Regions from separate parts of the Ovis aries genome. Here region 1 is linked to region 2. Evidence: chromatin contacts called from public Hi-C data. All regions are on one chromosome and are shown on one strand. The core of a region is the stretch at or near the end of the contact, and the rest is flanking DNA. Distances in the headings are between cores, read along the strand shown. Region 1 overlaps RIN2 (Ras and Rab interactor 2). Region 2 overlaps RIN2 (Ras and Rab interactor 2).

What was found. A called contact is a pair of places that touch in the nucleus more often than the background predicts.
Region 1: a Hi-C map of tail adipose tissue shows a contact between it and region 2, with 4 times the contacts expected there. The contact joins two enhancer-like sites. A contact is called at or near these places in 10 of 16 Hi-C or Micro-C datasets (blood, liver, mixed tissues and 4 more).

Annotation. Positions count from the first base shown.
Region 1 is chr13:39,133,457-39,137,153 of ARS-UI_Ramb_v3.0, forward strand. It overlaps RIN2 (Ras and Rab interactor 2), which reads left to right. Exons shown (of 12, transcript XM_060397505.1): 12 at 1-1,423. LOC114117580 (a long non-coding RNA gene) reads right to left here. Exons shown (of 2, transcript XR_003591207.3): 2 at 3,037-3,355. Among named protein-coding and RNA genes, the nearest start is that of NAA20, 10 kb to the right of the region's middle. Within about 2 kb of position 1,780, at least 22 of the 54 cell types and tissues checked have an H3K27ac peak or open chromatin away from gene starts, as enhancers often do. A contact at or near this core is called in liver, muscle and tail adipose tissue, where this site is marked.
Region 2 is chr13:38,950,398-38,954,495 of ARS-UI_Ramb_v3.0, forward strand. The region is part of intron 1 of RIN2 (Ras and Rab interactor 2); the gene reads left to right. LOC132657631 reads left to right here. Exons shown (of 2, transcript XM_060397507.1): 1 at 1-2,086; 2 at 2,127-4,098. Among named protein-coding and RNA genes, the nearest start is that of RIN2, 23 kb to the left of the region's middle. Within about 2 kb of position 1,859, at least 23 of the 54 cell types and tissues checked have an H3K27ac peak or open chromatin away from gene starts, as enhancers often do. A contact at or near this core is called in liver, muscle and tail adipose tissue, where this site is marked.

The sequences.
Region 1 (3,697 bases), core at 530-3,029, 180 kb after region 2:
CTTGTGCAGTCACCTCCTTGAGGACCCATGACCGAGCCATCCACAGGCCCACTTGGCCAAGGGCATCTTTAACCATGACTCCTCAGCGAGCTCGCTGAGGTTCAGCAAAGAGAAGGAGAGTTGGAGAGTTGCATCCAATGGTTCAAGTGTCCCCGGATAGCTTGCTGCCTACCCCTCAGCCAGGTTTCGGGTTGGCTCACGTGTGTGTATATGTACTGAATAAACATTGAAGTACCAGCTCTTCTCTGGAGTTCAGCAGCAGGCGTTTGACAAGACTGTCCGATGCAGTGCATCAAGGACCTCTCAGATCTGTGGATGCCTTCATCCACCCTTCTTTCCTTCTTTTTTTTTTTTTTACAAAGAGTCTTTGTGTTTTTATATATTTCATAGAAGATTTTATAGCAGTTGCAGGTAAACTGTCAGGATTGGTTTTTAAAATATTTTTGTAACTTTTAAGATATTCTATAATTACGCATGTGATTTTAACATTGATGCAAAAAAGAAATCTCTTGCTGGATTTGAGAGTATTGCATTTTAAAAGTCTCTCTTCCGTAACTGGATGTTTCGGCCACTTTGTGGGGAGAGACTGCTGGGTTTCTTGCAGCGATGACGCTGGCCACAGAATGCCTTTGGGAATCTGATGTACTCTTGTTACCTTGTTCATGCTCAGTGCTATCATGTTTTGTGTTTTCACCAAGTGATGCTGAGGACCAGGAGAGAAATGAATGTAGAGAGAGACTGAGAGGGAAATACGGACTCTTAACAGAAGGCTAAGGAGTGGAGCCTGCTGGTTCAGGCTCCTTAAAGGAAGTGGGGAAAGGAGATAGAAGGAACCACCTATGCTGAAAATACTGTAAATATGCAGTGAGGTTTGCAAAATCTGTCCCATGTTATTTGCTTTTGGAAGCAATTTTGAAAACCCCATGAGGGGAAAAAAAAAATTGGAGCAACAGGTTTTTTTCCCCCCCCTTTTCCACATAAATCAAAACTAACAGCATCAAATTCTTTGGGGCAGAAACCACATAATGTGAGTTTCATCGAGTTAAATAAATACCATTTGGAAAGGAGTTTGCCGATGCACCAAAAAGCCTGTCTGTGTTGTAGGAATATGTGGTGAAGTTCAATTTCTGTTTTACAATACCTGTTTGGGTGGGGGTCAGGGGGTTGCACAGAGAATGAGTTCTCGTATTCGTGTCACACAGGTAGTTAGGGAAATATGTTATTGTACTGTGTAAAGATGCCCAGTCATCTGATTTGTTTGGCTTTCTACTTTGTACCTTTTCAAGCTTTTGCTATACATCTGGAACCCTCAACACATACTGTGTTGTACTTCCTTTTGTAAATGATTTTTAATGGAGTTTTGCACATAACTCTTTGTAATACTGTACGATAATTCATGTGTGAAAATAATTCTTGCAATATCCTCACGTTGTCCCTTTTTCTTTGAGAAGTGGAGTGTAATGATGTACCGCAGAGAGTTATGTAAAAGTGGAATCCATGCTGGTGTTTGTGGTTAGATAATCCTCAGACAGGAAACAGAATAGTTGATGTTGTTTTTTTTGTTTGTTTGTTTGTTTTTAGCCAGCTCATGTGCTGATAGGAGGCAAAAATCCAGCAGCAGAAGGAAAAGATGGTCCTCTAACCTGAAAGGATTTGGTGTTTCTGGGAGCCCTGCAGACACTCCTTTCCCCACTCCGCTCCCTCTCTCCCCCACCCCTGCTGCCCAGGTCTTATGTAACCTCTAAAGTGCCCAGGCTGAGAGTTTAGGGTTGTTGCAAAACCAGTGTTGCAGAAGCTGTCCTGTTCCTGCTGCTTGAAGCCAAGCCTGGCAGAGAGCAATGGCACGATAAGGCCTTGTTGAAGGAACGAACTTTCTAACCCAGCAGTAGGATGGGCACTTTAAGATCAGAGCTATAGCTGAGCGGGCTGCCTGCTTTGTATATTTACAGTGAATTCCAAGTGACAGTTTGGTCCTGATGGTTGTGAGAGCGTCAGCTCTCCTTATCTTCAGAAGCTGGTACACCGCTGATTTCACGCGGGTCACAATGTCTGAATGGGGGACAGCTGGAGTGAACTTCGGTGAGATCAAAATAGGATGCTGGTGTGAGCAGAAGAAAACATCACAAGACAGCCCCTGGTTTTGTCCTTGGGCAATGTTTCCATGCTAACATGACAGCATCACATGTCTCCTCACTTTTTTTCCCCCCCCTCTGACAGTTCTCACTTCTCAAATTGCCAGGAAACAGATTTTTCTGCAGTTTGGAAGGAGTCAGAGGAGAATAAAAATATACATGCTGGGTGGAGGGAGAGGAAAACGTACTTCCAAATCTAAAAATATAAAAGTTGAATGCCAGCCAGAGGAAAGGATTTTTTTTTTTTTTTAACGTTACATGCGCTGCCAAGTATTCTCTCCTCGCGGGACAGAGAATAGAAATAGAAACTGTTCATGTAGTTCAGTGCTGTGTGGAAGTTACAACTTTAGATCTGTAAGGAAACACAGAAGGCAGGAAACCCAGCCATGAATGCGTTCATTCATAAATGCAGCTTCGCATTCTCTGGGCAGCTCTTCCCTTCATCTTTAAGAGTCTGGAAGTGAGACAGTGCTCTGATAATCTTCAGCGCTGCCCACTTACTCCCCCAAAGGTCTGAGAGGAAAGGTTACGTACATGGACACAGCTATTTTCATCGCCTGGCAGTATCTGATGGTAAAAATCCTAAAAAGTAATCATTTTCCAAGTTGTGTTCATGATGGTGAATTTGAAAGCAAAAGTTGTTCATTTAGTGAGCCCTGATCAACTTGGACATAGGGGAAAGTTCACAAAACATGGCAGAATCCTAAATGGATCGTAGAAAAATAGAAGAGGTAGACGGAGGAAGATCTGGTGGTTGGCCTCAGAGAAAACATGCTTATTCGAAAAAGATGTCTTGCTCCAGCATGGAAGGATGGGTGGCAGGTGGGACCATCTCCCCCCTTGGAACAGTGACTTTGTCAGGAAGGTATGCAGGGGAAGTTTTATAAAAAATTATTCAGAAAGATCTGGGCAAATATGTTTAATAAAGTGGTACCCACACCCCTGCTCAACAGGCAAGTCTGCAGGCAGGAGTCAGCTTTGATTGAAGTCAGCAGGGGTTTGGGGGGCCAGTTTCTTATCTCGATGCTAATAATCTAACCTTCTAGAGTTGAAAGTTGCCTGAATTCTGAAATTCAGTACGTAGTAGATAGACATTTAGAATATCATATGAATGGATCTGAGTATTTCCTTCGACCAAACAGAGATCCGCTGTAGCCTCTCCTGGACTCTGGCTCTCGGCCTGGACGGGAGGATGCTCAGAGCCTGTGGACAAAGGCTGGGGGCTGGGGGTGGGGTGGGGGTTAAGGCCAGGCTCAGCTCAGTGCTGTGGTTTCCTCCAGGGTAGCATCTCTCAGCCCCCGTGGCCCCTGGAGGTGAGAGAGGCATACACCTCTGCAGCCAGCCCTCCCTGGGGTCCCTGGGGACGTGTCACCTCATACAGCTGAAAGCATTCACACCCCCCATCCCCACCCCAACTGAGATCCACTCCTCCCCTCCCCACCCCAGGACCCTGAAGGGGAGGGGAGTTGAGTTTTTTATGAGCTGGGCAGGCTCTGACCATTCCCCTGGGCCTTTCCACGCCATGCTTATCTAGTTCTAAGAGAGATGCAGAGTGAGCCAAGCCC
Region 2 (4,098 bases), core at 609-3,108:
ACAATCCAGTCTTACAGGGTATTATTTTCCTCCAAATCGAATGAAATTCCCAGAAAGGCAAATAATACTATAGAAGCTATATTTTCAATGATAAGAAAAAATCATGTCTCTGAGATGTTGCTGAGTAGATTTCTATTTTGAGGGGAGGAAAAATGAAGTCTCCTTTGATACTTTATCTCCTAAAGAGACGAAATGCAAGGGGTATTACTGCCCTGGGCATTTACAAATTTGTGACTTATCTGCATGAACCTGCTTCCCTGAGAGGTGTTATAAAACAGGTACAGTATTGGTATTCAGACAAGATGGTGAATTAAATTTTCATGAGCATTTATATAGACAAGGAACTTCAGATAGCAAAAGACCCCCAAATTGGTGACTCATAGCACCTAACTTTCAGAAGGGGAAACTGAGTCCTAGAAAAGTTAAATTATGTGCCCAAGTTTTTACAGCTCACACACTCCACATTTGATGCCCTGTGGGCCATTTCTTTAGATGTTTCTGGTGTGTGTGTGTGCGCACGTGCGTGTGCACACTCAGTTGCTCAGTCAGGTCTGATCCCTTGTGACTCTGTGGACTATAGCCCACCAGGTTCCTCAGTCTGTAGGATTTCTCAGGTGAGAATACTAGAGTGGGTTGCCATTTCCTCCTCCCCGGGATCTTCCCGATCCAGGGATTGAACCTGAGTCTCCTGTATCGGCAGGCAGATTCTTTACCACTGAGCCACCTGGGAAGCCTGTTGCTGGGATGGATAACAGTTATGTTTTGTTTTAATCTCACATCATTGGTTGCTTTTTTCTCCTCTTTCTGGAGAGGAAACAGTCTAATCTAGAAGGAAAAGCATTTCATGTTTTTGTTTTTATGAAATATGCAATTTTGTAAATTGTACTTTTAAGACTGACTTATTTTTGGCCATTTGGTGTTTTGTTTTGAAAGTTTGTTGCTTCTGGTCTGTTGGTTACTTTAATTTCAAACTGATCTTCTTCTAATTTTTTTCCAATTAAATAACAACAACAACAAAATGCAGAAAACCAAACAGCATTATCTTGCTCCTTTTGCTCTTGAAATCACAGAGGACAATGTTACATTTAAAAAGCCTGAGAATAACAGTGATCCCAGAGGAGCTGGATTCAGGGACCGAAAAGAAATAGTTTTGCTCCTAGATGTTGTTTTTTTGGTTTTTCCGAGGGTGGTTATAAAAGAAAAAAAAAAAGCCTGAGTTGAATAGAGCTTTTCTGATGAGAATTTTTGAAAAGGCTGTGATTAAAAGAAAAACAGGTCCCACTGTGCTGGAAACTTTATGGACGTCACTCCATTCAGGGCCCCTGAACAGTGTTGTGAAAGGAGTGCCTTGATTCCATTTTACAGGCAAGTAAACACAGGCTCTGAGAAGTTAAGTGAGCTTGTCCCAAGTCACAGAGTTAGTAAGTGGGGTTTGAAACCGGGGGAGGACTTCCTGTGAGTAATGAGATAAACACCCAAGTCCAGCCAGGCGTCTCTGAGCCCATCCCTGTCAGGAGCACTGGGCAGAGACAGCAGAGAAAATCTGGAGCAAAGGACAGGACTCTCGGGGGTGTGGGGTGACCCAAACCAGACATCACCCTAGACAGACAAGTCCTGTCCTGGGTGGAAATATTGGAATGCATGTGGGACCCGAGGCTTCAAAACAGAAGGAAGGGAACCCTGAAAGGTCATTCCTCTTGTAGATGATGTGTAGCAAGTACAGCGAATGGGGTAAAAGGAGTCCTGCAGAGATTAAAAAAAAAAAAAAAAAAAGACTAGTATTGGAATAGCAGAATCCCCCTCACCCAGAGAGCTCTCTGTGCTGTAAAGAAAGTGCACTTCACCATGGCAACAGCAGAGGGCGCATGTGCCTAGAGAAACCTCGTTAGCCACCCGAGGCACTTGTCTGTATCTGCTCACTGCTGGTCCAGGAAAGAAAATCCATTACAAAAAGGACAGAATGTGGCAGGCAATACATGCGCAGAGCTGGGACAGAAGAAAACAGTTTGGGAATCAAAACACTTCAGGGGATAAATGTTCACCCCTCTCTAAACACATCTGGTGGTGGTGGTGTAGTCGCCAAGTTGTGTTCGACTCTTGCGACCCCATGGACCGTAGCCTGCCAGGCTCCCCCGTCCATGGGATTCTCCAGGCAAGAACACTGGAGTGGGTTGTCATTTCCTTCTCCATAAACACATCCGCTGCTAAGTCGCTTCAATCGTATCCGACTCTGTGCGACCCCATAGACGGCAGCCCACCAGGTTCCCCCGTCCCTGGGATTCTCCAGGCAAGAACACTGGAATGGGTTGCCATTTCCCTCTCCAATGCATGAAAGTGAAAAGTGAAAGTGAAGTCGCTCAGTTGTGTCCGACTCTAGCGACCCCATGGGCTGCAGCCTACCAGGCTTCTCCATCCATAGGATTTTCCAGGTAAAAGTCCTGGAGTGGGGTGCCATTGCCTTCTCTGAAACACATCTATACATCCCAAAAAAGAATATAATAGCACATAGCGTTCCAACATTATTAAATTTCCTGAGATAAGCATTTTCTTTTTATAAATTCTTGATTCAAGGCTGTCATACATATAGATTTGTCACAGATATGTTTATATATGTCAACCTTGCATCGAAGATAGTTTTAAAAATCAGAGCTAAAATGGACAAAACCCAGGAAGATGTGAAATGAGACTTGGCTGAGCCTAGAAGAAATAAACTTCAGCTTTCATGAATGGACTTGTATTGGGATGTCCATGGGACCATCCTTTCCAGAGAGAGCAGAGTAACCGGTGACCTGGCTCCTGCTGCTGCTGCTAAGTCGCTTCAGTCGTGTCGGACTCTGTGCGACCCCATAGACAGCAGCCCACCAGGCTTCCCTGTCCCTGGGATTCTCCAGGCAAGAACACTGGAGTGGGTTGCCATTTCCTTCTCCAATGCAAGAAAGTGAAAAGTGAAAGTGAAGTCGCTCAATCGTGCCCGACTCTTCGCAGCCCCATGAACTGCAGCCTTCCAGGCTCCTCCGTCCATGGGATTTTCCAGGCAAGAGTATTGGAGTGGTTTGCCATGGCCTTCACCTGGCTCCTACTTTGTTGTGTTTTCTTTCCTAAACCGCAGCCCAAGGCAAATATTCCTTGCCCACAGCTGTACTTAGTGCCTCTTCCAAAGAGAAACAGTTTATAAGGCTAGTCTTGGTGATGGTTTTTTCTTTCCAAGTTTTCTATTTAAAAAAGACTCTAAGAATTACCCCAATACTTTCCTAGGGTGGCTCTAGTGGTATTTGTTAAGTAGATAAAACTTGCCAAGGAGAGTGTCATCTCCATTGATAATATGTCAGAATTTCAGAGATATAGAACTTCAGAGACGTTTCCAAATTGCTTTGAACGACCACAAGTTAGGCTGTATTTTATAGTTCACGAAGTGCTTTCCAAGTGTTATATTCTTTAAAGGTGCATTTGCTGTTGTTCAGTTGCTCAGTTGCTCAGTTGTGTCCGACTCTGTGACCTCATGGACTGCAGCACGCCAGACTTTCCTGTCCTTCACCATCTCCGGGAGTTTACTAAAACTTATGTCCATTGAGTTGGTGATGCCATCCAACCATCTCATCCTCTGTCATCCCCTTCTCTTCCTGCCTTCAATCTTTCCCAGCATAAGGGTCTTTTCTAATGAGTCAGTTCTTTGCATCAGGTGACCAAAGTATTGGAGCTTAAATTAAAGTTGCATATGGGCTAAAAAAAAACACACCCACAGATTTGATGCTTTCTTCCCCTCCTCTGTGTTACAAACACCTTAGAAATGCTTTGTCTGATTTACCTAGGAAACGAGACTGTCCATGGCTTCCTTAAATGAAACATCTGCTCTACAAGCTAACTCTAGGCTGGGGGACACTGTATTTCTCCAAAGACAGACACACCATCATCACCACTGTGCCTATTTTCTTTATCCTCCCACCCCGTCCAGGGGTGAACTCTACTCTCTTCCCTTTGCATCTGGCTAGGTTTGAGTCTCACTTGTAAGCAGTAGAATGCAGTGAAATAACACTGCATTACCTTAGAGGATGAGCCCTACCTGAATTCCAGACCCTCGGAAACCAGATAATAAAATGC